Regions from separate parts of the Mus musculus genome. Here region 2 is linked to region 1. The links are chromatin contacts, called in public promoter capture Hi-C maps. All regions are on one chromosome and are shown on one strand. Each heading gives the region's core, a stretch centred on a gene start, on an enhancer-like site or on the middle of the called end of the contact. The rest is flanking DNA. Distances are from core to core; before and after follow the strand shown.

The links. Promoter capture Hi-C pulls out the DNA fragments that hold promoters and counts their contacts.
Region 2: a promoter capture Hi-C map of erythroid cells shows a contact between it and region 1, with 5 times the contacts expected there. The contact joins the promoter of Acad11 here to the promoter of 1300017J02Rik in region 1. A contact is called at or near these places in 1 of 39 promoter capture datasets (erythroid cells) and 2 of 115 datasets of contacts at active chromatin or transcription factors (embryonic stem cells and pro-B cells).

What each region holds. Positions count from the first base shown.
Region 1 is chr9:103,282,535-103,289,821 of GRCm38.p6, forward strand. 1300017J02Rik (RIKEN cDNA 1300017J02 gene) reads right to left here and starts at 5,763. Exons shown (of 17, transcript NM_027918.2): 1 at 5,647-5,763; 2 at 1-133. The coding sequence starts at 5,689.
Region 2 is chr9:104,061,682-104,068,163 of GRCm38.p6, forward strand. Acad11 (acyl-Coenzyme A dehydrogenase family, member 11) reads left to right here and starts at 2,043. Exons shown (of 20, transcript NM_175324.4): 1 at 2,043-2,222. The coding sequence starts at 2,080. Uba5 (ubiquitin-like modifier activating enzyme 5) reads right to left here and starts at 1,440. Exons shown (of 12, transcript NM_025692.3): 1 at 1,111-1,440. The coding sequence starts at 1,265.

The sequences.
Region 1 (7,287 bases), core at 4,513-7,012:
ACACAGGTAACAGCTGGGCCACCTGCAGGAAGGACTTTCTTCATATTGTCACGGAAACTAGAACACTTAGTGGCCTCATGATCTGACACAACGCACCATCGTATGGTCTTCTCAGGAAGAGCCAGGCACAGCCCTAGGGGAGAGACACAAGAGGTGTCAGGGACCCACAGCACTTACCTTCCTCTGCTGGCAGAAAGGAATCAAACACAAGACAAGGAGCTAAGTGGCCTGGACCGATGGCACAGAGAGATGGTGTCACCGTTAAGTCTGCATTCAACTCTTCTGGAGAACCCAAGTTCAGTTCCCAGCCCCTGAGTCACAGCTTACAACCTCCTGTAACTCCAGTGCTGAGGAACTGGACATTATCTTCTGGCCTCTGTTGTGGATACCTCAATTATATGCACAACCCCCCCACAAACACACACACTATGTGTGTAATTAAAAATATCTTAATACTAAAAAATAGAGCCAACTGTGTGTCATCCACACACTGAATTAGCTGTGTTCCTTGAGGGAATTCTCAGGGCCCTTTTTTTCTGACTCTCTCCAGATATATTAAAGTCCCCCAAGTCAGGCGTGGTGGCGCAAGCCTTTAATCCCAGCACTTGGGAGGCAGAGGCAGGCGAATTTCTGAGTTCGAGGTCATCCTGGTCTACAGAGTGAGTTCCAGGACAGCCAGGGCTATACAGAGAAACCCTGTCTCGAAAAACCAAAACCCAAACAAACAAACAAACATCCCCCAAAAGATAACCACAGAATTAGCAATATGACACAGCATTTTCACTCCTAAATATATATTTAAAAATTGACAACAGGAACTCAAACAAATACACAGATATTCACAGCAAAACTTTCTTTTTTTTTTTTTCAATAACTAAAAGAAAAACATTCAGGGCTAAAGGTTAAAAATGCTAGCTGCTGGGCTGGTGAGATGGCTCAGTGGGTTAGAGCACCCGACTGCTCTTCCGATGGTCCAGAGTTCAAATCCCAGCAACCACATGGTGGCTCACAACCATCCGTAACAAGATCTGACTCCCTCTTCTGGAGTGTCTGAAGACAGCTACAGTGTACTTACATATAATAAATAAATAAATCTTTAAAAAAAAAAAATGCTAGCTGCTCTTCCAGAAGTCCTGAGTTCAATTCCCAGTAACGACATGGTGGCTCACAACCATCTATATGGGATCTGATTCCCTTTTCTGGGTTTGTGTGTGTGAAGACAGATCATTCATACACATTAAAGTAAGTAAATAAATAAGTAAACATTAAAAAAAACCATCAAGTGTGCATTAAAGGGAGAGTAGATAGGTACCATCATGCTTTAAGTCCTGAATGAACCTCAAAAACAGCAAGTGAAAGAAACAAACAAAAACCCTCAACATATAGTTACTAATAGGACCCAATAATTTTAGATATTTATACAAAAGAAACAAAACCACGTATCCTCTCAAAGATGGGCCCACTACTGTGCATGGCAGTTATTCATAAAAGCCTCTCACTAGCCGGGTGTGGTGGCGCACACCTTTAATCCCAGCACTCGGGAGGCAGAGGCAGGCGGGTTTCTGAGTTCGAGGCCAGCCTGCTCTACAAAGTGAGTCCCAGGGCAGCCAGGGCTACACAGAGAAACCCTGTCTCGAAAAACCAAAACAAAACAAAACAAAAGTCCTCAGGGGACATGTGACCAACTAAAGTTGCCTTCAGCACAGTGATACAGGGTTTGGCCATTGAGAGAGTGAATGTGGTATATGCCACCTGGATAAATCTCCAAACAACTATGCCAAGTGACAGAAGCCGCTGGGACTGTGGAGGTGGCTCAGTAGATAAGGAGCTGCCTGGACTCAGGAGGCAGAGACCCGGATCTTGTTTAGCTAGACTAGCAGAGTTGATGAGCTTCTGGCTCAGTGAGAGACCCGGTTTCAGCCGCTAAAATGGACCCAGTGTCAATTGCCAGCCTTCGCACAAACTCACACAAGTACAGTGTGTGTGCACACGAGGACACCCACATGTGATTGAATGTATGAATGTAGCACACATAAATGGGGAGAGGGCAGTGGGGAAGGAGAGGGGAAGGGAGGGAGGGAAGGAGGGAGAGAGAGAGAACTCCCAGTTCTGTGAAGTAGACCCCTTGGAACCATTACAGCCCCTCCACCATTGAGGGCTTTATCCCCGCTGTCTACAGCAATTGAGAAGGTTTCAAGGAATGGGTCATTCAAATACCTATGAGTTATTGATGTTTATTGATGTTTATTGTCTATGTATGGAAACTGCCCTTACCTGTGATCTCCCCTGCTTCCAATGGGGTCCAAGCCAGACTCCTCACATGGCGGTGCACAGCTAGATCTACTGGAATCCCTGCTCAAGACTTCAAGGTTGTGGCCCTTACCTGCACTCATTATGGATTCTTGATTCTGAGAGCCATAGAAATCATTCTAAAATCCAAGTGTAACTAACAGCCCTACCTGCTCTCCCACTCAAAGCCCAATTCTTTCCTCCAACAGGCCTCTGTATTGTTGGTGGGAAGGAGGGAGTGGCTACTTGTGTTACTGACAATTTTTCCCCCCAGAAATTCCAGGTTCACTTTGGTTTGAGTATTGCACACTTGCATCCAAATTAATAACTTATTTAATTCCACTTCTTGCTTAATAATTACAATCTAATGCGGGGGTGGCGTGGTGAGAAGGAGGAGAGAAAGGAAGAGGAGGAGAAGGAGATGGAAGAAGAAGAGGAAAAGAAGAAGGGGAAGAGGAAGAGGGAAAAAAAAGAAGGAGAAGTCAGTAGTCCAGGTCGTGGAGATGGCAGAGGGTAAGGGTGCTTGTTGCCCAACCTGATGACCTGAGTTTGACCCCAGACCCCATAAGATGTAAGGAGAAAACCAACTCCAAAAGTCTTCTCCTGCAGAGCACATACACACAGACAGAGCACACAATAAAGACATAAATGGAAAACACAGAGAAGCCAAACCTACAGGGATGTGTGCTTACACTCCAGATGTGTGAGCCTAGGAGGCAGGGTGTTTGCAGGGGTGAGGTGGGGGTGGCCGAGAAAGGAGGAGGGGCAATTTGAAAAAGTTAAAAATGTTCTTTATCTCGATTATGGAGGGGGGTCACGTTAGCCGAACTGTATATATCCTTTAAATGAGTGTAGTTTATCGTATGCAAACAATGTGTCAATATTCTGGGGGAACACTGCTGAGCCACTTCAAGTCTCAGAACAAAGCGGCTTTGGCCTCAAAGCAGGCTGGGCTCAGAGCAAGTCACTACTGCCTGTGAACGGGACTACTGCTCTATGACAAAGACTTCATCATAACACGCCCTAGCTAAAAATGATAGATGGATGTCACGTTAGGACTGGTAGGTTTTACTGAGCCATTTCTAAGTCACAGCAAGATCATCCTAACCTCAAGGTCAACCTGTTGATAACCATAAGCCTCAACTGCCGCCATTGCTGGAGGACTGCCTACATAGAAACACACACATACACAGACACACAGACACACACAGACACACACACAGACACACACACACACTCAAGCAAGTACACATGGAGGACTGCCTACATAGAAACACACACAATACACAGACACACAGACACACACAGACACACACACACTCAAGCAAGTACACATGGAGGACTGCCTACATAGAAACACACACAATACACAGACACACAGACACACACACACACACACTCAAGCAAGTACACATGGAGGACTGCCTACATAGAAACACACACATACACACACACAGACACATACACACACACACACACACACACACACACACACACACACACACACACACACACTCAAGCAAGCACACATGCACCCCTCCCCAGTTCTTACAAAGTTTCTGTTTAAACTGTTTCTACTGCCTACTGGTTGTGCCACAGTGTAGCTAATTCTCTACTACTGCTTCCTTCTGTCTTTGGTGAATTCATTCCCTGCCTGAGCATCACAGCTCTGTCACCACTGTCCTGGCTTGGCAAATAGAAATATTTTAAAAAGAGGACGTGTACAGACAAGCTAAGGGTGGGTGGAGTCTGATAACATCAACAAGGTCATCAATAGCATGCCCCCACTAGCCTCCTGACAGACACAGGAAGAGGTCTGAGCACGCTCTGACCTTTTCAGGAGGAAGAGAAAGGCTGCTGGTGGCCTCCAGTCACTCACTGAATGGAGAAAGTTCCTGGACCCCAGAAGAAACCGTTGGCTTGGCTCTTGACTTTTGCAAGTTTTTAGGATATGTAACCCTCAGTTACGTGTTTCCTATTTAAGCTGCTTTGGCTGGGGTTTTTTGTTGTTGTTGGTAGTGGTGGTTTGGGGTTTTGTTTTGTTTTTTGTCATTTGACACCACAAGTATTCTTATTGGACTGGAACACTGAGTTTTGAGGAATGAAGGTTCCAGACTCCGGCCTGGTCTGGTAGCCCGGAGAAAGGTCGTGAAGAAACGAAGCCCGGAGGGGCCTTTAGTCTCTGACATGTAAACATGAAGCCTGTTGGGAAAATGAACTTCTGGTCTGTGTCTGACATTGCTGGCAATGGTGGCGGAACGCTATTTAGCAGAACACTGGCTCAGTTCAGGGGAATTCTGAAAGAGATCAGGCAGCTGCATTCTGAGAGCGAATGACCCTCTGGGTGGCTACAGATGGCACTGCTGGGCAGAAGAGGCAGACATATACTGTGCACCATTGCCGGGCTCTGGCCACCCTAGGTATTATTTACCACGGTCTCAGATCAGACAAAGCTAAAGGGAGGAGGATCCAACCGTGGTTGAGACAGGAAGAGCTCTTCACAGTGCATGAGTTCTTCCCTGGAGCCTGTTCTCCCTACCCACGAAAGGGCTTCTTGTATTTGTGAGCGTAGAACTCTGCCTGCCTCTGGCTGTGTTAGCTCATTTCTCCAGCAACTGTGTGTTTGTTGGGTAAACATAACTTTTTTTAAAAAAAAGTTAACATTGTGTGGAAGCCACATGGGGGTCAGAGGACAGATTTCTTTTCTTTTTTTTTTTTTTTTTTGGTTTTTTTAAATTTTTATTTTATGTGCTATACTTATTATTACTACAGAGGACAGATTTCAAGAGTGGATTTCCTCTTCTACCATTTGGTCCTGGAGGTCATATGTCGTCAATCACAACATCAGCCCCTTTACCTACCAAAGCAGTGAAACAAGTTGTGGGGTTTTTTTGTTTGTTTATTTGTTTTGTTTTGTTTTTTTTATTTTCCTCTCCTATCTCTCATATATTGCTGCAATTTCCCCTCCTTCCTCTGAGTCCCTCTTCACATCCCCTGTCACCAACTACGTCTCCATTTTCCTTCAGAAAAGGGCAGGCCTCCCAGGGATATCAACCAAACGCGACATAACAAGTTACAAAAAGACTAGGCACCTCCCTGGTATTAAGGAGGATGTGGCAGGAAAAGGGTCCCAAAAGCAAGCAAAAGAGTCAGCGACAATCCACTATGACCGCCTCAGTGAGGGCAAAGGACAGCCGGGGGACTGCGTGGCAGGTGAATTCCAGTCCAAAGTGATTACTCTTCTCTAGGCTCATAGTCTATCCAACCACATTTGATCCCTGAAGTGTATGGTCAGCAAATGACACCTGGTCCCCTCCCCAGAGGGCCGGCCCCCTGCCTGGCTCTCAGCACACTCACCTAGGGTCCCCAAGCATAGAAGGGCGCAGATGAGCAGCCTCATTTTCAACTGTGGAACTGCGTTCTGCTTGCTCTCCCCCAGCCTAGGTGCACTTTACCCAGAAGGCAGTGTTGACTGATGAATCTGCCTACTGGGAAAGGTTCTTCAGCCCCAGTCCGGGCTGGTCGCCACTGCCACACCCTCCATGCCTTCCTTATCTGGCCAAGCAGATACTCAGGCGGCTAGGGACACTATTTTTTCTCTCTCTGTCCCCGGTTCGGTCCCTGGGTGGAAACGGTGCTTCTCCGGGAAAGCCGGCGCGCACATGCATAAGACCTTAACACAATTTTCTTTTGGAAATTCTCACTTCTCACTAAGGACTCTAAGTTGACTAAGCTGAGGTCCTCCCGCTGTCCTGCGACCCCAGTGGAGCTATCTCTTCTGTGACACAGCCCATAGTTTCTCCTCTATCTCCCCACCCCCACCCCCACCCCCACTCCACACCACACGCACCAGTGTTGCTTGTCCCAGCTGTGTAAGGCCTGGCTCAGGCACAGATCTGACATGCAGAGTTTCTCGCTCACCCGGCTGCAGCCCTGTCCGAAAGGCTGTGCGACCTCTGCCTAGAAAAAGTCTGGTAATTTTAAATAAAACTCGAAGAACTTCTAATTAAAATATAGTAGTAGGTGTACAACAAACCCTGCTAGCACAGTGTAATAATTATCACTAAGAGGACTCCGGTAGAGCCAGTCCACATCCAGGAGGCCGAATCCCTGCAGAGCTTCTCCCACATAGGTGGCCCCTACATGGAACAGAAACGGAAGTCTGCTAACTTCAGGACTCCACAGAGATGAAAACTTACAGCGCAGAGCCTGGCTTCTCTCACCCAAGTTTAAATTGGTATGATTTATCTATGCAGAGGTGTGTGGTTGCCCACCAGCTATCAGTGTGGCCTATTGTTTCATATCATGTGAATGAAGAATATTTCATCTCTCACCCTGATTGACAATTGTAGTACCGATTCCATCCTTACAGACAGTGCCGCTAGGAACAGAAATTTCATTTCATTTTATATACATTACTAGGATCTAAAACTAAATAAAAAAAAGCAGGGCCTGGTATGGAAGTACAGGCCTGAAACCCCAGCATTTGGGAAGTGGGGACAGTGGGATTAGGAGTTCGAGGTTTCAACTACGTGCCCTATTGGAGACTTCCCTAGGCTAGAGACCTTGTCTCGAAAACCAAGCATGTAGGGCTGGAGAGATGGCTCAGCGGTTAAGAGCAAGTGCTGCTCTTCCAGAGGACCAGAGTTCAATTCTGGCACCCATGTTGGACGGCTCACAACTAACTACCTGTAACTCCAGCGACAGGGGGACCTGACACCCCTGGACTCCAGCTACAGGTCATCTGGCTTCTGTGGGGGCTCACACTCCTTTGTATATACAAAAAGCAAAAACAAAACTTAAAGAAAGAAATAGAAGACACAATCAGGAAAACGGCACAATTTTTGCACATTGAACTTGAGCACAGTGTCTTTCTTGAGTTATTTTGTTAAATCTGTTTCTTTCCAGTGTTCTGTTTGTGTTCTTACATCTTTTGTTGAATAATGCCAGTTTTTCTTCCCTTTCTTTCTGATTTTTAGCATCCCTCCTTATCCCAGG
Region 2 (6,482 bases), core at 793-3,292, 780 kb after region 1:
TTCACCACCCAAGAGTGTCTCTAGACCCATAGCCCACAGAGTCCTCTTTCTGGAACTTTACCTACGTTTAAAACTACCCAGGTTTTAGCCTCACTGCTTATAGCCTTAGAGACTTGCTGGGGAGGGACCTAATGCCACAGATTCTATTGTATACTGCAGTCCATCTAAAATAGCTCCCTACACTTTTCTCACCTCCAGGATGAGAGAAAATGATCAGCAATCCCCTAGGACCGTGGTGAGAAGAAACATACATGTAACGGGAGGTCTAACAGCATGCTGCCGACTGTGGTCGTCTACGAGGTTTGCCATGCACGACTGCTGTTCTAAGAACTGCACATAAACTGCTTCAGTCTTCAGAACTATGGCGGAAACAGGCGTTCCTGTGGCCCCACTTACAGGGAACAATCTCACCCAGAAGTTCAGCAGCTGTTAGAAACCGTTCTAAGTTACTGACTACTCAGTAAGCTGAGAAGTGAAGCCACTCAATCTTCTAAGCCCATTTAAGGAGAGCAAAGAGGAGGGGTCAGGAGCCCTGGCAAAGCCAATATTCAGGGATATTCGTGAGCACCCTAGTAACTAACTCTCCCTCACCCTGCTCCATCTAAGTTACACCAAGAGGCATTTAGGAAACGGTGCTCTATCCTCGGCGACTTTACATGAGATATTATACTCTGACAGAGCTTTCTATGCATCAGCCGATGCAGAGCCAGGTAGACTAATAAAGATAATGGTGACAGGAAACTGGGTACAGGACAGCAGGCAGAAGAGCTCCACCATATGGATGGATGGCTTGGATTGTTTGTTTTTTTTTAATAAAATGTTATTTTCCTTCCTTGCAGAAAAAAAGGGGTCTCACTACACAGCCCAAAGTGGCCTACAACTCCTGTAGCCCAGACTGACCTGGACCTCACGACAACCCCCTCTACCTCACCCTCCCGAATGCTACGATGAATCGTGAGCCAACTCGCTTGGTGAAGAATATCTTCTGACTAGCATAAGACATGGCCTTGCCCATCTGGGAACTGGACCTCCACAGCAGGAAAGGAGCGGCAGGAGGCCGGCTGAATCCCTCGCGCGGAGCGTGGCCCTGCCCGCCCCGTCATGGATCACCTGTAGGGATTGGAATCCAACACCTCGTCGCTCATCTCCTGGATGCGGGTCCGGCCGCAGTGGCCGTCCCCTCCAGAGCGCCGGGTTCTCTCCCGGGCGAGTTCCTGCTCCAGCTCCTCAACCCGCTGTCGCAGCCGCTCCACCGAGTCGGCCATGGCTGGGCTCCCGGTGGCCTCCGATCCCAGGCCGGACCGCCGCCGTCGCCGTCGTCGCCGCCTCCCCACGCTGCCTCGCTGGGCCCACGAAGCGCAGGAGGAACAGACACAGCCTTCCAGGTCCAGACACCGGCGAAGCGGCTCCAAGGCTCCCAGTAAGACACGTCTCCGGCACGCCCACCGGGCTTCCGGCGTGCCACTTCCGGTGCGCCGCCGCCATCGCTCCGCTCGGTAAAAAAAAAAAAAAAATAATAATAATAAATAAAAACACTCCTCAAAACACTTAGCTTTCTTCTCTAGAACCAAGACCCAGGTCTCAGCAGAGCCAGCATCATATGTGTCCAGATCAAGTCGACGGCCATTCCGTCTTTCCTATCTAGGAGGCCATGAGAAACACCAGGGTCTTTTAATGCAGGCTCAAGGTTCTGGCGGACTCTCTTCTTGCACGGACCGCACAGGTCTTCCGCTGGCGCGTCCTTAGTCTAGGGTGACAGCTGTTTGTCTTCATTCGCCAGAGTCACGTTTGCGACCTTGTTTTTCTATAAGACTGAGGACTCCAGCTCTGACGCTGAGGGTAAATTCTAAGTCTGGTCCCACAACAGGCAATTCTTTTATTTCTCCACCAGACTCCGAGTCCCAGACTCCGCCTCCCACATGGCTTTGCAGCAACACTGCCCAGAGTCCCGGTGATTGGCTTCTCCTAAGCCCCGCCCGACCACGCCCCCCCCCCCCCCCCCCCAAGTGCCGGTCTCCTTTCTGCCTTGGCGCAACCTCCGTACAGTCTGTGGATTCCTCGGTGACAACAGTGGCGGTCATGGAGACGGATGTCACCAGTGACACCGTGGAAGTGCTACCCCAGCACAAGTTCGACCTCAGGTCCCTGGAGGCCTACCTGAATCAGCACTTGCCGGGCTTTGGGTCAGATTCCCGGGCTGTGCTGACTGTTACTCAATACAGGTATCAACCATAGCCTTTGCCTCCTGGGAACATGTCTGTGCTTGGTGCTTCGCTTCCTTTGGCCCTGGGTGGGTGTCTCATTTGCCCGGTCGGGATTTCTTTCCCTGCAAGGATGCTTCCTGGATAATTTGTACTCGAATCCCAGGCTAGTCTGAATTAGAGGGCAGGAGCAGAGGTGCAGTATCCATTATGCAGTGCAGTCTTGTTAAGGACTAAAATTATGTGTCTAATTCACCGAGAGTGTTGCGGCTGAACACTCTTGAATTCCTAATAGATATCTTCTGTGACCTTCTGTGCTACAATCTAAAGATCAGTTTCTGAGGGGCTGGTGCCATTTTGTTTAATTGACCTTAGTCACCTGGGGCTAGGTTAATAATACCAGCTAAAATATACCAATTCGATTCTAGACATTCCACTTCACTGTTTTTAGCACCACTTAAGGCCTAAGTTCTTGAAGCAAGGGAATTAAACGGGAGGAGGTGACTCCAAGAATACCTTTCCCCACTGACAAGTGAATCTGGTTTTAGTCTGGTGTTTTGTAAATAGAGAGGGTATTTTTTGTTTGGTTTTTGATTTTTGTTTTTTTTTTACTTTTATACAGTTCCAGTATAAAACCATTTCATATGGTTTCAGTAAACTGTGCCTGGCCTTTCTATCTGGGGATTTAACTGTAACATAAATTCAGAGATCAAAGTTCCTTTCCTGTAATATTTGCCTGTATCCATTAGTCTTGATAAAGAAATGAAGTGATTTAGGTGAAAGGACTTAAGCATTGAAATATCCGTGGAGAGGTGGAATAAGTAATAGTTGACACTTCTAAACTTAATACTTTGTGTTGTAAACAGACTGAAGCAGGTCAAAGTTCACATTTCAGTGATTAGTTCACTCTGTGGAATTTGGCCAGCTTATTGTCCTGCTTTCAGATAAAGGTTATATATGTTCACATTACTGTGGTCCTGTGCAGACTTAAAATAATTCTGAATTAAGTTGATGTTCACCAAAATCATGCTCAATACATGAAATTAGTTGTGATACAAAAAAAAGTACTTCTGAAGTCAAACCTAGGGCTACATGGCTTTAATCCCAACAATCTAAAGATCCCTGGAGATTGGAGGCTGAGGAAAAATGATTGTGAATTTGAGGCCAGTCTGGGCTATGTAGCAATCCTTGGTTTCAAACACTATTTTTCCAGGAATGTTATATAATCTTGATTTAACATAGATGTACATATTCAACAGAGAAAACACATTCATTTTCAGGACATATGAAAAATTATAAAAATAAAAGTAGATAGATAGAAAGAGAGAGAAATAGTAAGGCCACAAAAATCTCAAAGGAATCTTTTAAAAGTTTAGACCAGTTCTATGGCTTATCAGGTAAAGGCACCTGCTGCTGAGCCTGACAACCTGAGACAACCCCCTGGAAACTACATTGTGGAAAGAGAGAGACAGATCCTGCATGTTGTCCTCTGACCCCCACACGTGTGCCACCAAATAAATAAATATAAAGGGGGAAAACACACATTTTGACAATATAAATGCAACTTTTTAATAGGATTAAAACAGCAAAGAAATGCTATCCAGAAACGACTTGTTTTGTGTGTTGAAAAGCCAAGAGCAACATAGGTAATAGTTTGTTAAACTTAAGAGTACAAATCACTTGCATTTCTATATCTTAGCAACAGTTGAAAAATGACACCCAAAAGCTCTAATAAAAACATCCCAAAACATTACCTAATAGAAGGTGTTCAAGACCTTTGTATAGAACATAAAAAAAAACCTCATTAGCAGTTTTTAAAGAACCTTAGAAGTCACATACATGAGCAGGAAAAGTCAGGATTGAAAAATTTTGCTCTTTGTTCCAACTGATCTATAGATTCAAAGCAATGTTAATCAAAATTCTGGTTTTTTTCTCTAATTTGAAAAAACCTGCTTCTAAATTTTATGTGAAACCAAAAGGTTAACAGAAACATTCCAAACAAAACAAACAAACAAAAAAACTGAGTGGGAAATCTTGTCGAAGACCCTCTGGGCCCCTTTGTCTGAACAGGTCTCTAGTCACGGGTGGACAAAGCGTAGGATGAATTGACAGACAGACACACACAGGAGAGGTCGTGTGGAATCTGCATGTATTTTTCAAATCGAGCATCAGACTTTTTATGCAGAAGACAATAAGGAAGTTGGGTGACATATTCGCAAGGTACAAATGAGGTAACCGGAATCTTACATAAAACAGAAGAATGCAAACACAAAAGGTCTAACGAGAACCACCTAGGATAGAATTCATTGTTAACAACTGGGATCAAAAAGGGCTCCACCTAAGATTCACTTAATCTTAGAAGCCAGGGTCAAGGGCTTCATGCCCTTGCCATAGTTCCTATTTTAGTCTATTGTATAGTCCACCTTCCCCTTAGGCCGTTGTAAATACGTGTGTATGGGTGTAACTCAGCTATAGTCTTAGAAGCCAGGTGTGAGGTCTTTACTCTCTTAGGGCTAGGGCTTTCACACCCAAGTCATGGTTCTAACTAGGGAGTTCCGTTCTAGCTAACCATCTCATGAATAATGCAATACTCTAAAACCACAGCCCGATCTACTTCCTAAACCATTGTAAATTCCTGTATATGGGAGCACTTGGCTTTTATTGATAGTGTAATACCAGAGGCTATTCTGAATGTCACTGTCTAGCTCAAGGACGTTCTAGGACTGTTGGAACACTGGCGGAAGGCTTTAGCTATGTCAGAATTCAATCTTAAAAGGCACTTATAATAAAGAGAGCACGTGGATCCATCCACTAGACTAACGTGGGAATGGAAAATTTAGAGAGCACGTCAGACTCCAGGAGCGAGTTTCTGTGAAACTCTTTTTGCTTCATGAGCAGCTTTTAGGCATCCCTGCCCGACAGGCTGACTCAACCAGAGTGCCGTGGCAAAATCTGAATTAAAATGACAGATATGTTAATGAGATAGAGAGTTCACAAAATACCCGTAGAACTTATTTGACAGTGCTTACACTTAGAACCAACTTGGGGGAAATTGGAAGATCCACAGGTAAAAGATGACATGAGCCTGTGGTGGAATAATTACCCCTATGAAATACAACTTTCTGTAAGGAAATTGCCAAGCAGGCTGTGGGCCTGCCTCAGTAAGTGGAGTGCCCCCAAGCATGCATGAAACTAGGGTCAATCCCCAGGGCCATATAAACCAGGAATAGTTTGTGATGGTATGTGTCATTTTAGCACTTGGGAGATAGAGGTAATAATATTAGAAGCTCAAAGTTGTCCTTGAACAACTTCACAAAATTGTTCTCTAATTTCCTTATGCATATGGTGGTATGCATGTTCACACATGTGCACACACTATATGTGTGTGTAGGTGTGTATGTGTAAATACATATATGTATTATGTGTATGCATACACACATATACACATAAATATATGCATATATGTACACATATATATATATACACATATATATAATCCCCAGCATTGGTTAGGATATGAAACATTAAGTCTTATTAAGGTATAGGTCTGTATAGTAACCATTTACCAACACTTGACATTATCCTGTAAAACTGAGATCAGAAAGATATGTGTGTCTCTTGCCTCAGAAATATTTTCCTTTTTTTTTCCCATTTAGAAGCATTTATTTTCAGATGAGGAAATTGAGATCTAGGCAGAATAAACACTTGCTCAAGGTCACTCTACATGTGGATAAAATGGATGTTCTTAGTTATTCAGACACACATGGACTGTTCCAATACCTCCATTTTATTTGTTAAGAATGAGGAGATGTGGCAAGTTGAATAAATGCATGCATATTACCTGGGAAATAACCTGTGAAATGGCAAAGTGCCCATTCTCATTGACAAGGTAAATTATAAGTGGCTTAAGGGAATTTTTAATACATTTTTTGGTTAAATGATGCAAAAATGAGGAAAGATAATAGATAATTCTGAAACAGTGTGCTAATAGTTTCCTGAAGAAGACAAAGGCATAGTGCAACCCATAGTTTCCAATCACACTTAATCATGAATTGTTTCCTAACCTTCTCAAAGGATTTGGAAATATGTAAAGAGATTATCTTCAGAGCCTATAGCATTCATATGGTTTACTACATAGGTTTATTCCACATCTCTTTTTTTATTAAGTATTTATTTCATTTACATTTCCAATGCTATCCCAAAAGTCCCTCACACACTCCCCCACCCACCCACTCCCACTTCTTGGCCCTGGCGTTCCCCTGTACTGAGGCAGATAAAGTT